Linked DNA regions of Mus musculus: all the other regions are linked to region 3. A link is a contact called in public HiChIP or PLAC-seq data. All regions are on one chromosome and are shown on one strand. The core of a region is the stretch at or near the end of the contact, and the rest is flanking DNA. Distances in the headings are between cores, read along the strand shown.

What was found. HiChIP or PLAC-seq counts read pairs in DNA pulled down with a chosen protein or histone mark.
Region 1: an HNF4G HiChIP or PLAC-seq map of pancreatic cancer cells shows a contact between it and region 3. The contact joins two enhancer-like sites. A contact is called at or near these places in 2 of 115 datasets of contacts at active chromatin or transcription factors (extraembryonic endoderm stem cells and pancreatic cancer cells).
Region 2: a contact with region 3 is called in a FOXA1 HiChIP or PLAC-seq map of pancreatic cancer cells. The contact joins two enhancer-like sites. A contact is called at or near these places in 6 of 484 Hi-C or Micro-C datasets (the G1E-ER4 cell line, embryonic fibroblasts and embryonic stem cells) and 3 of 115 datasets of contacts at active chromatin or transcription factors (extraembryonic endoderm stem cells, pancreatic cancer cells and trophoblast stem cells).
Region 4: a FOXA1 HiChIP or PLAC-seq map of pancreatic cancer cells shows a contact between it and region 3. The contact joins two enhancer-like sites. A contact is called at or near these places in 1 of 15 datasets of contacts at CTCF or cohesin (the NIH/3T3 cell line), 1 of 484 Hi-C or Micro-C datasets (embryonic stem cells), 3 of 115 datasets of contacts at active chromatin or transcription factors (cardiomyocytes, embryonic stem cells and pancreatic cancer cells) and 3 of 9 other capture datasets (adipose tissue, embryonic stem cells and pancreatic islet).

Annotation. Positions count from the first base shown.
Region 1 is chr3:102,658,191-102,661,264 of GRCm38.p6, forward strand. No RefSeq gene overlaps it. Among named protein-coding and RNA genes, the nearest start is that of Gm40112, 35 kb to the right of the region's middle. Within about 2 kb of position 1,386, at least 32 of the 459 cell types and tissues checked have an H3K27ac peak or open chromatin away from gene starts, as enhancers often do. A contact at or near this core is called in pancreatic cancer cells, where this site is marked.
Region 2 is chr3:102,676,054-102,678,978 of GRCm38.p6, forward strand. No RefSeq gene overlaps it. Among named protein-coding and RNA genes, the nearest start is that of Gm40112, 17 kb to the right of the region's middle. Within about 2 kb of position 1,293, at least 72 of the 459 cell types and tissues checked have an H3K27ac peak or open chromatin away from gene starts, as enhancers often do. A contact at or near this core is called in pancreatic cancer cells, where this site is marked.
Region 3 is chr3:102,134,018-102,137,325 of GRCm38.p6, forward strand. All of the region lies in intron 8 of Casq2 (calsequestrin 2), which reads left to right. Among named protein-coding and RNA genes, the nearest start is that of Casq2, 49 kb to the left of the region's middle. Within about 2 kb of position 2,039, at least 68 of the 459 cell types and tissues checked have an H3K27ac peak or open chromatin away from gene starts, as enhancers often do. A contact at or near this core is called in pancreatic cancer cells, where this site is marked.
Region 4 is chr3:102,713,470-102,716,448 of GRCm38.p6, forward strand. No RefSeq gene overlaps it. Among named protein-coding and RNA genes, the nearest start is that of Tspan2, 20 kb to the right of the region's middle. Within about 2 kb of position 1,697, at least 195 of the 459 cell types and tissues checked have an H3K27ac peak or open chromatin away from gene starts, as enhancers often do. A contact at or near this core is called in pancreatic cancer cells, where this site is marked.

The sequences.
Region 1 (3,074 bases), core at 136-2,635, 520 kb after region 3:
GAAAGTAGAGTGCCCTTGGGAACCAAGAGAATGACTTTACAATGCAGAAAACAGAACCAGCAGGGGAGCCGATGAAATTGAACAGCCTTGACAGTCCCAAGCCGCAGGTAACTAACAGGAGCTTAGACATAGGCACCAGCACAGAGCTGGGGTACACAGAAAAGGGAGCAACGGAATTCCCTGAGCATGGCCAGAAAATGCTTTGCAATGAGCAGCCTGCTAAAGAATGACTAAGGTTTGCTCCAGATGTGAGAAGACTGCTTCAGAGGGAGGAAGCCGAGTATGCAAAGGCAGTGTGGCTCAGGCAAGAGTAACTTTATACTCTCTCCAGTCCCAGGTGAGATCCTGGATGAGCAACACATGCTATGCCAGGTTCTCTGAGGCTCAAAATACGGGGTCTTAAGCCCCAAGAAAGGTGGAGGGAACACGCATGGAGTCCACGATCCTTCAGCCCGGGGACCCTCCTGCAGAGAACAACCTGTATCCAATATTCAGAACCATAGGCCGGTCAGCTGGAGTCACATTAGGGGGACAAGGAAAATGATCCCTTTCTAGAGAGGCCTTCATACGCCAGCAGTCATGGCCCTGGTCAGATATTGCGTAGAAACACCACCCAGAAAAGGATCCTCGGAAATCATGCCAATTCAATCAGCACAACTTGGTGTGTGATGTTCCAGACAGAGATGTTACAGAAATGTCACATTTATTCTTCTATCACCCTCATAGAGGAGGTTAATTTACAAGTGAGAAAAATGGCAGTCAAATATCCTGCCCAAGGCTCGGCATGATTAGTAAGTGAGAGTGAGAAAGGTCCGAGGACTTTCTGGGCCATATTTCCCTGCTGGTACTACACCGTTGCCCTAGACATGCACACATGCACATGCACACACACATACGCACGTGGAGGCAGAGGGCTGAAGAGTCTCCAACTGAAACAAATTCTACATAAAGCAAGTTCCGGACAGCCCTCAGAGGCACTTCAAATCTGTATCACTCCTCAGGCAGGCACCCCAGCACCCCACATGCATGTATGAGAATAGAAAAGTTGTGGATGAACAATTAGAATAAAGAAGCTGACGACGGGTATCTCAGAGAAAACCGACTAACAGGCTAAGATCCTAATATGGCTGGCCTAATCTCTAGCACAGATGTCCCAAAAGGCTGAACTGACCTGGAGAATTAAAGATAAGACATGGAGAAAGTGGCCCTCGGAGGTGATCACTCTGAAAATCACCTGTCCTCCAACCACAGGAAGGAACTGCAGAATTTGAACTTGTGAGTCATCCCGTTTATCTGTACCACCTCTGTTGAGTCATTGTTAACCAGTGAGCCTGCCCTTGTGTAAGGTGTGTGTTTGCATCTGGGCCCACACATTCAGCAGACAGCACCAGCCAGGGTGACTCATGAGTCCTCACATTTTGTCACCATTAAGTCTTGTCAGAGATTCTCTATGCTTGTCTGACTCCAGAGAGAATGTTTTTCCACAAACGGGAAGCCAGGGCGCAGGACGGGAAACCCCTCCACCAGCTATGTCTGAGTGTGTTCATCTCTCCTCAGAGTTCATCCACCAACTGCCCCCTCTTCCTTCTGCTGTCTTCAGCTTCTGTCAGTTCCTAGAAGATTGGCAGGAAACATAGTTTCACTGCGGGCCATCACTGTCTATTTCAAAACTCTTCAGGGTCTCAAAAGATCCCTGGTTCCTCTCATACACTCTTCTGAAAGTCTATTCATAGTCTTTGCCAATGATGTCATTCCTCACAGGAAAACCAAATGCACATCTTCACATGTTACTCACTGCCCAAAACCCTCCCATCTTCTACCATACACAGACCTGTAAATGTTGGTTTCCTCCACACACACACCAAATGTTATGTCTCTAATAATGTCCACTGTGTTTCCAGTCACACACAAGTCAAGCGGAACAGGTAAAATGTGGTCACAGCTGAGCAGTCCAGGGATGAGACCCAACCTAACCCGTGTCTGTCTGGATCACCTTCCTGGGATATTATGAACAGACTTGCTCAGGAATGACAATCTTAGCATCTGTGCCTTCCACAGGTAAATTGAAAGCTGAGGTGAGATGGGGAGACGGGAGCTGCTTCCCCAAGCCATAACCAGGAAAGCCCAAACAGTGGGTCCATGGTAAGGGGAGATAAAGCTTACCTGAGAAGTGGGGCTGAGAGAAAACCCACTCACTCCTGAGTCCCTAGGGCTTAGAACCCAGAAGGTGCTCTCCCCGGTGTTAGCCCTCAAGCATGGAAGGCAGTAGATGAAAGAGTTAAATGTCCACTTACATTGAAAAAAAAATATGACTGAAAATGTCTGAGTCACAGAGTACCTACAATCATATACTATTTCAGAAATGGTTTTTCCTGTACTCATAAAATGTCCTCCTCCAAGTTCTTCATCTTTACCTTTAGTGTGAGTTCCTGGGTCTCCCCGGATCCATCTTCTGCATTACCAGACATCCATTTCCAGAGTGTCAACACAGTTTTCTGTGGATGTTGTTTGGCATTATTTTTAAGTCAATCCCAGGATGTCACTACATGCCACAGAAAGAAGTGACAGAGACACAGAAGGCATGGAGAGGGGAAAGGAGGGATGGATTTTTAACTTCAAACGCATTACTCTTTTTCTTCTGCAAAGTTCTTATTCATGGCCTAAAATTGATTCTCCTCTGAGATCTTGCTTACAATTGCATCTGTTACTTGCGATAGGAATATGTATAACCAGCGATTTTTTCCTATAAAATATGTCTAAAGATTTCAAAAACCCTTCGAATGGACTTTGGTTGGGTTTGTTTCAGGCCAGGCCTTAACCGTACCCCTACACTGTCATTCCAATCAACTAAGAGAGAGTTCACTGTGACGGGAGAGCTTTCCAGTGGCATGGAACATTGAGCTGTTCCCTTGGAGCCACTTGGTTAAATCCTTACATGTTGGTATTAGTGTATTCATATGGTATTATAGTCATTACTGTATCTCATTTCAACTGTACAGGCACCACTTGAGGCTGCACTGTGGTTTTTATTCCTCAGATGGTATGATCAAGATCTCCAAGAGATAAGCTTGCCT
Region 2 (2,925 bases), core at 43-2,542, 540 kb after region 3:
GGAAACTAGAAATGTGTCTATCAATGTGCTCAGCCGAGCTTCTCCAGAAAGCCGCTTCTTCTGTTCCTCTTCAATGTTTTCTGAAGAGACTCAACCTCCCCACAGCGACCTCCCGACTCAGAATCCGGTGCTCCTGGAAAGCTGGCGTTTCAAGTATTCTGTTACCGTGTTAGACTATGTCCCCGACTTTGATTCTGAAAGCAAGGGCCCCTCTCTGATTGGAAGGCAAGTTCGACCCATGGAACTGCCCATCTGGAAGATGGCTCTGTCCTTTGAAGTAGGTTTCCAGAAGGCCCTTTTCCTCCCCCCCTTATTTACTGCAACTCATAGGGACAGTTTGTTGACAACCCCCTACCCCCAGTTCCCGAGGGTGAGGGAGGACCTTGATCCTTTAACACTTTATTCTCTAAGTGCCTGACGTCTTCTATGCAGACACACTGATGTTTAAGAGGTACATGGTTTGTTTCAGTCACTCGTCAGTTAAACTCATCCCTGTGTAAAGCAGGGGAGAGAGCACGGGGTTATGCACGTACCCGTCCTTCCTAACCCGCAGTACACCTCTGCCCCATCCATCACTGACCAGCAGCAGCTAGTAATTAGTTCTAACTAGGGGCTGAGCATCTAGTGGAGTCTATGGGACCATCTCCAAAACCACCTCCCCAACACCGTTCCTAGTTCTTCTCATCTTTACACCACTGGCTGCCAAGCTTCTCACTACCCTGTTTCCCTCCTTTGTGCACGTACACAAACACCCTCCAACACACATCCTCTCATTGGTTTTGGGCATCTCTAGTACCCAGCTTCTATCTCCACTCTCACTCTTCTACAACACTGAATTCATAGTGCCCAGCCATTGAGGAGACACTGACAGTGCCCTCCCAGACACCCTGAGCCTCTTGTCCCTCCCTCAGAGTCACCAAAGCAGAGACAGTTTACCAAGACCCTAGTTTAGAATTCATAATTTTGTGCTCTGTCTCTTAAAAAACAAACACTCCCCCAAACTGTAACACAAACTGAAGTGTTTGTTCACACAGAGTTGCAATCTGGAGAATGACGTCACAGGTGACCAGCCCCCCTGATCAACTCCTGACTCCGAAGCTCACACGCCACACCCTAGCCTCTCTTGCTGTGTTTGCTGTTGGCCGGAAGCTTCGCCATCTTCACTGCTTTCTGCAAAGACTATATTTATAGAGTAAAAGAGCTCTGAAGATGTTCAGTTCTGTGATCAGTCACTGCTGCCTCCTGTCCCAGGAACCAGCTGAATTGCTCACTGCCAAGCTGCTTGGCACACAGCACCAGCTGGCTTGTCAGCCTCAGCCCTGCAGGGAGCTGGGACAGGCAAGTCTCCTCTCCTCTTTGCATAGCAGCCCTGGGTGGATTCAGCATGAATACAGTGATATACCACCAGGGGAAAGGTGAATTGGAACATTTCTGCCTGAACAAAAAATCGGTGCTCTCTGTCGTTGAAGTCTCAGTAACAGTAAACAGGGATCTTTCACTACAGCCTCCCTGGACCCCTGAATCAGTGCCTTTGAGGTTCGACTCCCTTTGGAGCAGACACAAAAAGGCTTTCGATATCCCTGGCTTATGCAGACTTTGTAAATTGGTACAACCCGTCTAGGGGATGAAGTAGCATTCTTAGTAGAGTTGAAGATGGGCGTTCCTCTTCCAGGTGTGAATCTCAGAAGCGATGTAATCCGATCTGAGGATGCCTAACATAGAATCTGTAACAATAATGATGGAATTTAGAATGGAAGAGGAAAGGAAGGGGGGGTCAAGAGAGAAAAATGAAGAGACCTGGAACAACCAAAACATCCACCAACACAGGCGTGCACTAAAGCGTAGTGTGGTCTTATGAGGAGCTGTTGGTGGGGCTGGGGAGAAGCGCTTGCTGTCTGACCATGAGGCCTTCAAATCAGTGTGGGCCCTTGAATTCAGATCTCCAGCACCCGTGAGAAAAGCCAGGAGTGGTGGCTTATACCTATAACCTAGCCCTGGAAAAAATAAAGACACAAACATCGCTGAGGCTCATTAGCCAGCCGCATCAGCGAGCTCCAGGTTCAGTGAGAAACCTGGTTTGAAGCTACGGTGGAGAATGATGGAGGTCAATACCCAATGTCAACTCCTTACCTCCACACGTATGTACAAACACCCTGTCATGTACATAACATGTGCATGACACATATTCTACATACAAAAAAAGAATACAATGAATGAACTACAAGTGACTTATTAACACGAATAAATCTCAAAAAAATATATAGTTAAGTTTAAAGAAAGCTAAGTTGAAAAAAATGGGATTTCGGTTTTAACCACTTAAAAATAAACATACCTACTGTGTGTTGTTTGTGAATATATCACAGTGTTACAGAAGGTGACACTTCAGGGGGTAAATGGCTACAAGGTGGGAGGTTAGGGTTAGGGGAGATGGTTATAGCTGAATTTGCAACACTTTATTTCCTTAAATAAATATTTGAACTAAATCTGGTAGAATATTAACATTTGGTTAAGCTTGTGGTAAGAACATTGAGTATCGATTGCATCACTGCTGAGCTGCTGAGGTACTGTCCAGTTTAAAATATAATAGGTGTAAATAATTCTCTAAATGTTCTCCAGGCTTTTGCCTCACTCACAAAAGATAAAATGTCCAGTCTGGCCAAGTGGAAATTTACAATAAACAAAAACTAATAGGAAGGTCACCAACTCCTCCAGCCAGTTCCTGACACTGTAGCCACTCTGATCTCTGTAGCAGGGTCTCCTCCCTCCTGCTCTGGCCAGGCCTGTTGGCTCTGGCTGGGGCTGGCCTGTGGGAAATACCAGCAGAGAGACAAGCACAGGAAGAAGGAAAAGATTCCTCCCTGCTGACCTTGGAACTGGAAAAGGCTACATTTTACTACATCTCCAGTGTGTGGGACTCTCCTCCGT
Region 3 (3,308 bases), core at 789-3,288:
CTACCAGTGGAAGGGAAACATTGCTATTCTTGCACTGTAGACAACTTTCCCTGGTTTCCCTCTTATGAACACCATGGAGGGAGAAGGGAGAGAATGATGAGCCTTGAAAGAGGCAAAATGCTGGTTCCTGTGGCAGTGATCCCCAAGCCAGGCCTCCTGGGGGAAGGTGAGAGCGCACATGGGAGGGATGTATGGAAGGCCTGGAACCATCCAGAGCAAAGTCAGGGTAATCCAGCTGCCAGGCTTTGGTTATGAAGGTTTGGAGCAGGGTTCCAGAACCTGACCGGTGTGCAGCTATGACAGCAAAGCCACTTTAGCCTGGCTCAGACAACACTTCAGAAACCGTGGTTTCATGGATCACAGTGGAGCATCAAGCTTGGGGACCACTGTTCCGGGGAATGTGGTATCACAAGGTGTTCTTCAGGAACCTCAGCCATTGCTGTAGGGTAATATCAAGAGAAGGGCTCCAACAGAGATTCGGACCAGGGCTGGCAGGGCTGGCCTAGCAAGCACGAAGCACTGGGCTCTATTCCCAGCAGTACAAACCCTGCGTGTGATAGTGCAGACCTGTAACCTCAGTAGAGATGGGAGGATCAGAAATGTATGGTCATCCTCACCTATGCCTTAAACCCAAGGCTAGCCTGGGGTACATGAAGCCCTGTCTCAAAACAAACAAGCAAACAAAAAATAAAACAAAAACAAACAACCTCAAACCTCAAACCAGGCAGCCAAGCAATAGCAATAACAACAACAACAACAAAAGATCTTAGTCTGAGTCTAAGAAACTAAGAGCTGGAGAGGTTCAACTCAATCCAAAAGAATACCATCCCGGGAGACTGTGATGAAGGGACCTATTGTCTCATCCATCCGTATTAGCCTGATTGCTCGCAGCGGCTTAACAGGGCAGGTGCCCGGGGAATGGTTGTGGAGCAAGTACTTAGATCTTTCTTATTTATGTGATTTTGTTTTTAAATCAAGACAATCCACACACCATTATAGCCATTCTTTAAACGTAACGTCTGAGTGGGTTTTAAACTCACAAGGCTGTGCAGATGTCGGCACCACCTCACCCTAGACCTTTACCAACAACACCCACCGAGTCACTTCCGTTGATGACAACCACTAATTGTTTATTATCGATCTGTCTGTTCCAGATATTTCATATAAATGGAGTCTTTTGTATCCGGCATCTTTTCTTTAGCATAATGACATATATAGTATATATCTCACATATATGTATTATTATATATACACTTACTATATAATATCTATTATAATATCTATCAGTATATGGCTGTTTATAAGATTGAGTAATATTCTATTGCATCAAAACCAAATGATCTGCAGGCTAGTTTTTCAAATGTCCACGATTTGCCAGGTTTCCCATCATACACTTGGCGGAGCTGGGAATGTTCCTCAGGGGGGTCTAGGTTTTGGGGGTTTGTTTTTACTGTAGTGTCAGATGCTTTTTACAGATCTGGCACCCTCGGCTCCCCAGGTTTCCAGGCTTTAGTCAGACTGAATCGGATCCTTGGTGTTGTGTGATCCGGAGTTGCTGCTGGCAGGACTCCAGGGGGCTTCCTTCCCACCCCACTGCCCCCTTCCAGGGTTGCAGAGAGGTCTGTCTGGCTGTCTGGAACAATAGAACAAAGAGGTCTCCCTGAACTGCAGAAACCTGTTTGACAGAGATTGCTGCAGTCATGAATCAAGCTGCTGAAACTACTTCCACCTCCTCCCTGTGCAAACACCCCTGGGCCCTGGAGCCCGGCCTTTTCTCCAAATCCCAAGCCGAGGCTTGTCCCTGGGGAATGGAGCAATGTTGGGAGCAGAGGTCAGGAACATGGTCTTTCAGCGGCAGGGGTGCCTTCACACTCAGGGCTCCAACTGAAAGTTGCTTTGATGAAAGTCCCTCCCCTCGACTTTGTGGTCAGGCAACATTTACCTGCTGGGCAGCGCAGTGGTGTGCACACTGGGGGCCCCCAGGCCAGGCCGGGTTGTAGTTCTGGAGAGTGCATTCCAGCAAAGAGTTAGTCAGATTCCTTTCCTCTTGCTAATAGGTCATCCACAACCTTATGCCTAACCAGACTGCACCCTTTCTGAAAGAGGAAGGTGGTAAGTCCCGGATAGCAGATGCTTCTTAGAGAGCTTCCGTGTTGAGGAGCTGTGAGGAGATGGCCATGTTAATCCTGAGGCCACTCTGTGATGTGTGTGTGGCGATTGTTATTATTCTGGTGGTGGATGAGAAAAGCTAGTCTTAAAGACTAACTAATTGAACCACACTGCCCAGCTTCTCTAAGCCAAGGTTGACATTGTAACCAGCCCTTGTGACATCCATATGCACCAGGAGTAGTGACAAAGGTGGTGTTGTGACCATCACTATCACAACAATTAAACAAGGCGGAGGGAGGATGCCGAAGCTGAGGGAGCACTGGAATGGACAGTGGGCTGTCTGACTTTCTAGCCTACACCCTTAACCACAAGGCAGGCAGACTTCTGCACCTCTCAGACAACATCTGACAGCCAGGTGATCATTCAATGTGTCTCCCTCCTCCCATGCTGCCCTTCTCTGCCTTCAACATTTGAACCACAGATGATGGTTCGGTGGTGTGCATAGGCTTACAGGGTTAGGGGCACGGTAGAAAACTGAGTTGATGTTTGCTGAGGGCTCCCCTTGGGTGTGGTCCTCTCTCTGATACCACTTCCCAAGCTTGTGTGGTGTTGCAGCAGGGCTGAGGGGAAGAGGCAAGGGCTGGTAGATCAGAAGAGCAAGCCGAGAGAGTGAGACTGGAGCTGAGCCACTTGGCAGTGGAGGGTCCCATGCCTGGCCAGTCATCCTCCTCAGGCCCACTGATGTTCCTCGATGCGGACTGTGACATTACAGCACAACAGCAGCACCTGTCTGACCAGTGACCTGGCCCCCAAGAATTCTCCTTACAGTTCTGACCTTTCCATCCAGAGTTCGTGTTCTCCCTTGACAGAATCTTTTCTCTGACAAGAATCCACTTCCGCTCTCTGGGCCCTGTAGGCCTCTCTTGCTGTGAGGTTTCATCTCTGTGCCTTAAGGCAGGCTTGGCTGGGAAGGACATGAGGGCATTCCCAGGCCTTCTAGACTTGCTGGCTAGCTGTTGCTCCCCACCCGCCTCTGCATGCACCTTCTCTTAGGCTGCTTGTGCTCAGAGCAGAGCTCTGTGACAGGTTTGAAAATGAAAGACTCTTCCTGGCTGCTCCCAGATGCGTTTGCATCTGCATCGGGCTGACATCTTCTTTATGATATCTGATGAAAGGTTTGCCACGCGGCGTTTCTACAT
Region 4 (2,979 bases), core at 447-2,946, 580 kb after region 3:
GGCCAGACACACTACCCTCTGGGATTTCTGAACTCTAAGTGTCATCCCCCCCTCTCCCTCCCCCGAAGGGAATGTTTCAGTGACTCTCCTTTGAAGTGTTCACACTTTGCCTCCAGTGAATATTTATTTGCCTTTGAAACTTTCTGTCATCTTCGATGAGAGGGGCTTTCATGAACCTCCTTCTGACCCAGGGGTCCACCTCTGCCAGGAAGGGAGCCCAGAGCTGAGCACTGGACCGACAGGCCTCACGCTGGTCCCAGCTCTGCCTTTAATACCTTCATGGAGCTGCCTGAATCCTTTACCTCTCTGCCTGACCAGAAGCTGCCCTTGTGCTGGGTAAAGCACAAATCACCTGTGGGAAACATCGTCCAGAATACAGCGTCAGCCCCAGCCTCATCTCCAACACTGTAGACACCCAACACACTGCAGATGTGATAAGTGGGGGGGGGGGATCACAAACCATGTCATAATGCAGACAAAGACAAAATAAAATGTTTGCTTAGAATCTACAGATGCTCGGGGCCTGCTGAGTGACACAGGCCATTGGAAAGCCGGAGTCTCTGAGCCATCTCTGTGCGCTCCTGGCTGAATCCCTCCCTGGCACACACAGTTTGAAGTATTGAGGGGACGGCCCAGGGACTGGCAGCCAGCTATTTATATTCTAGCTGGAGCAGAAGCAATGCACCCTGGGAGAGAGTCCCGAGTAGTACCTATGGGGGTAAGAAAGGCTTGAGTCACACAAATGAGGAGGAACCCAAGAGACAGTGCGTGCTTACAATATAGAGTAGTGGGCGGTGGCCTTTATTCTTTGGAAAGAAGCTTTGGGGAACCTATGACCTCTAGGACTTTAAGAACATGGGAACCTGAAAGGCAAGGAAAACAAGAAGCCCAGACAAGAGACGGAGCATGAGCTGAAGATGTAGACGCCTCCTAAGGCGGTGGCTCTCAGCCTTCCTGATGCTGTGACCCTTTAATACAGTTCCTCGTGGTGTGGTGACCCCCAGCCATAAAATTATTTTATTGCTACTTTATGACTTTAATTTTGCTATCTTTATGAATTGTAATGTAAATTTCTACGTCTTCCCATGGTCTTCTGCGACCCTGCGAAAGGGGTTGAGTCTCTATTCAAAGGCTGAGAGCCCCTGCCCTAAGGGCTGAGACAAGCCTCTGAAGCTGGTAACAGGAGCCCAGGACCACTGCTCTAGGACAGTTCAGCAATGTAAATAAGAAGGAAACTTAGCCTCTCCAACCCTGAGGACCTCAAGTGGCCGGTAGCTCTCAGTAGACTGATGAAACCCTTCCACTTCCTCAGCCCTGAAGGGACTCCAGTCTCTGGTGACCTGCTGTAAAAAGCCTGAGAGTGTCAAGGCACCTAAGGTGGATTCAGCTCCCACCGCGATCAGAAGTATCCATGCTGCCTGCTCAGAGGAGGCCAGGAAGGCTGGGAGTGGCCTTAACAAAAGGCCCAAGTTCTCAGAAATTAGAAAGCATTGCGTGCTAAACCACGTTGATTGCTCCATAAACCGACTCCCTTAATGCATAAACAGCAGTGTGAACTGAGCACTGATGGCTACCGATCTTGGACCCACTCGCGTGGACAGTCAATGTCTTGTTGAGGAGACGTGAGACAAGCACTCCCAGACAATGAGTTCTTGAGTTCATGAGATACACGCAACTTGTCAAGTCCTTGCAATGCTTCTTTCTGACAGCAGGGGGGAGCCAACACCTGGTAAACGCCCGGGCACACTAAACCTTGCCGGTGCAGAAGAAACTGCCAAAGAAACAACCAGGAAATGATACCTTGGAAAGAACTGAAACCCAAGCAGGCTGGAAATGGAGGCAGCTCAGGCCCAGGTTTTGTAGGTGTTGCGGCCAAGATTATCGATCCCCCGAGTAAAGCAAATGTCAGCTGGGGAAGTCCAGGCTGGCCTTTAGGGTGACTGTTGCTCCGTATCTTACTCTAGCACCACAGACAAACACAATCTATTTCCTCTTTCTTTCTGTCGTGTCTGAGCTCACTCCGGTCAGGGCTAAGCCAAGCTCAGAAGAGGCAAAGACCTCAGGAAGGAAGTGGAAGGGGATTGGCTGGCTTCTTCCAGTTCAGCCTTACTGCTTGTCACTAACGTGTCTCCTCATATTCAAATTCCAACCATCCGGCTTTCTCCTCTTACTGCAGTATGTGGAAGTGTTCTACCTGGAAGAGAAAAGCTCAGGCGATCTCTCTATGCTCCCATTTTCTCCTTTGTGAAAGGAATATAAATATAAATATATTCGATGACAAAAAAGAAACCTGGACCGTGAGAGGCACGCCTCCAAGAGGTGAGAACAGAAGAAGCTACGAGAGCCTCCTTCTATCTCAGGTGTCCACCTCTGCCAGAAAGGGAGCCGGAGCTGAGCACTGGACCGACAGCCGACAGGCCTCGCGCTGGTCCCAGCTCTGCCTTTAATACCTTCATAGAGCTGGCTGAATCCTTTACCTCTTAGCATGACCAGAAGCTGTCCCTGTTCTGGGACCAGAGGAAGGCAAATGTGGGAACCCCGTGAGAGCACAGGCTCTTAGCTGTGTGACCTTGAATGTGTTGCTTAACCTTTCCTAGCCTCAGGTTCCTCTTCATCAAACGAGAAGTGGGGGGATGGAATGAGATGAGATTTAGTGGGTCCTTAGTGGTGACAAGTGATAGCATATCCCCTCACCACATTAAATAATAGATGGAGGCGCACCAGTTGGCTGGTGCCTGCAAAGTGTCAGGCATTATAATGAATTTCAAAAGTCATAAAATGATAAATTTTTTTGGATTTTATGCTCATTTAGCAGTTTTCTGCTTGCTTTGACAGTCATTTCTTTGCACATTTACCAGAAACAGGTAATATTCAGCAAGACACACTTCACTATCATTTAAAGGATGAAAATACTAAGATTCAAGGAGATTAAATGAATTAGCTAAAGTCCAGCCACTCAGGAAAAGAACCAGGAAAAAA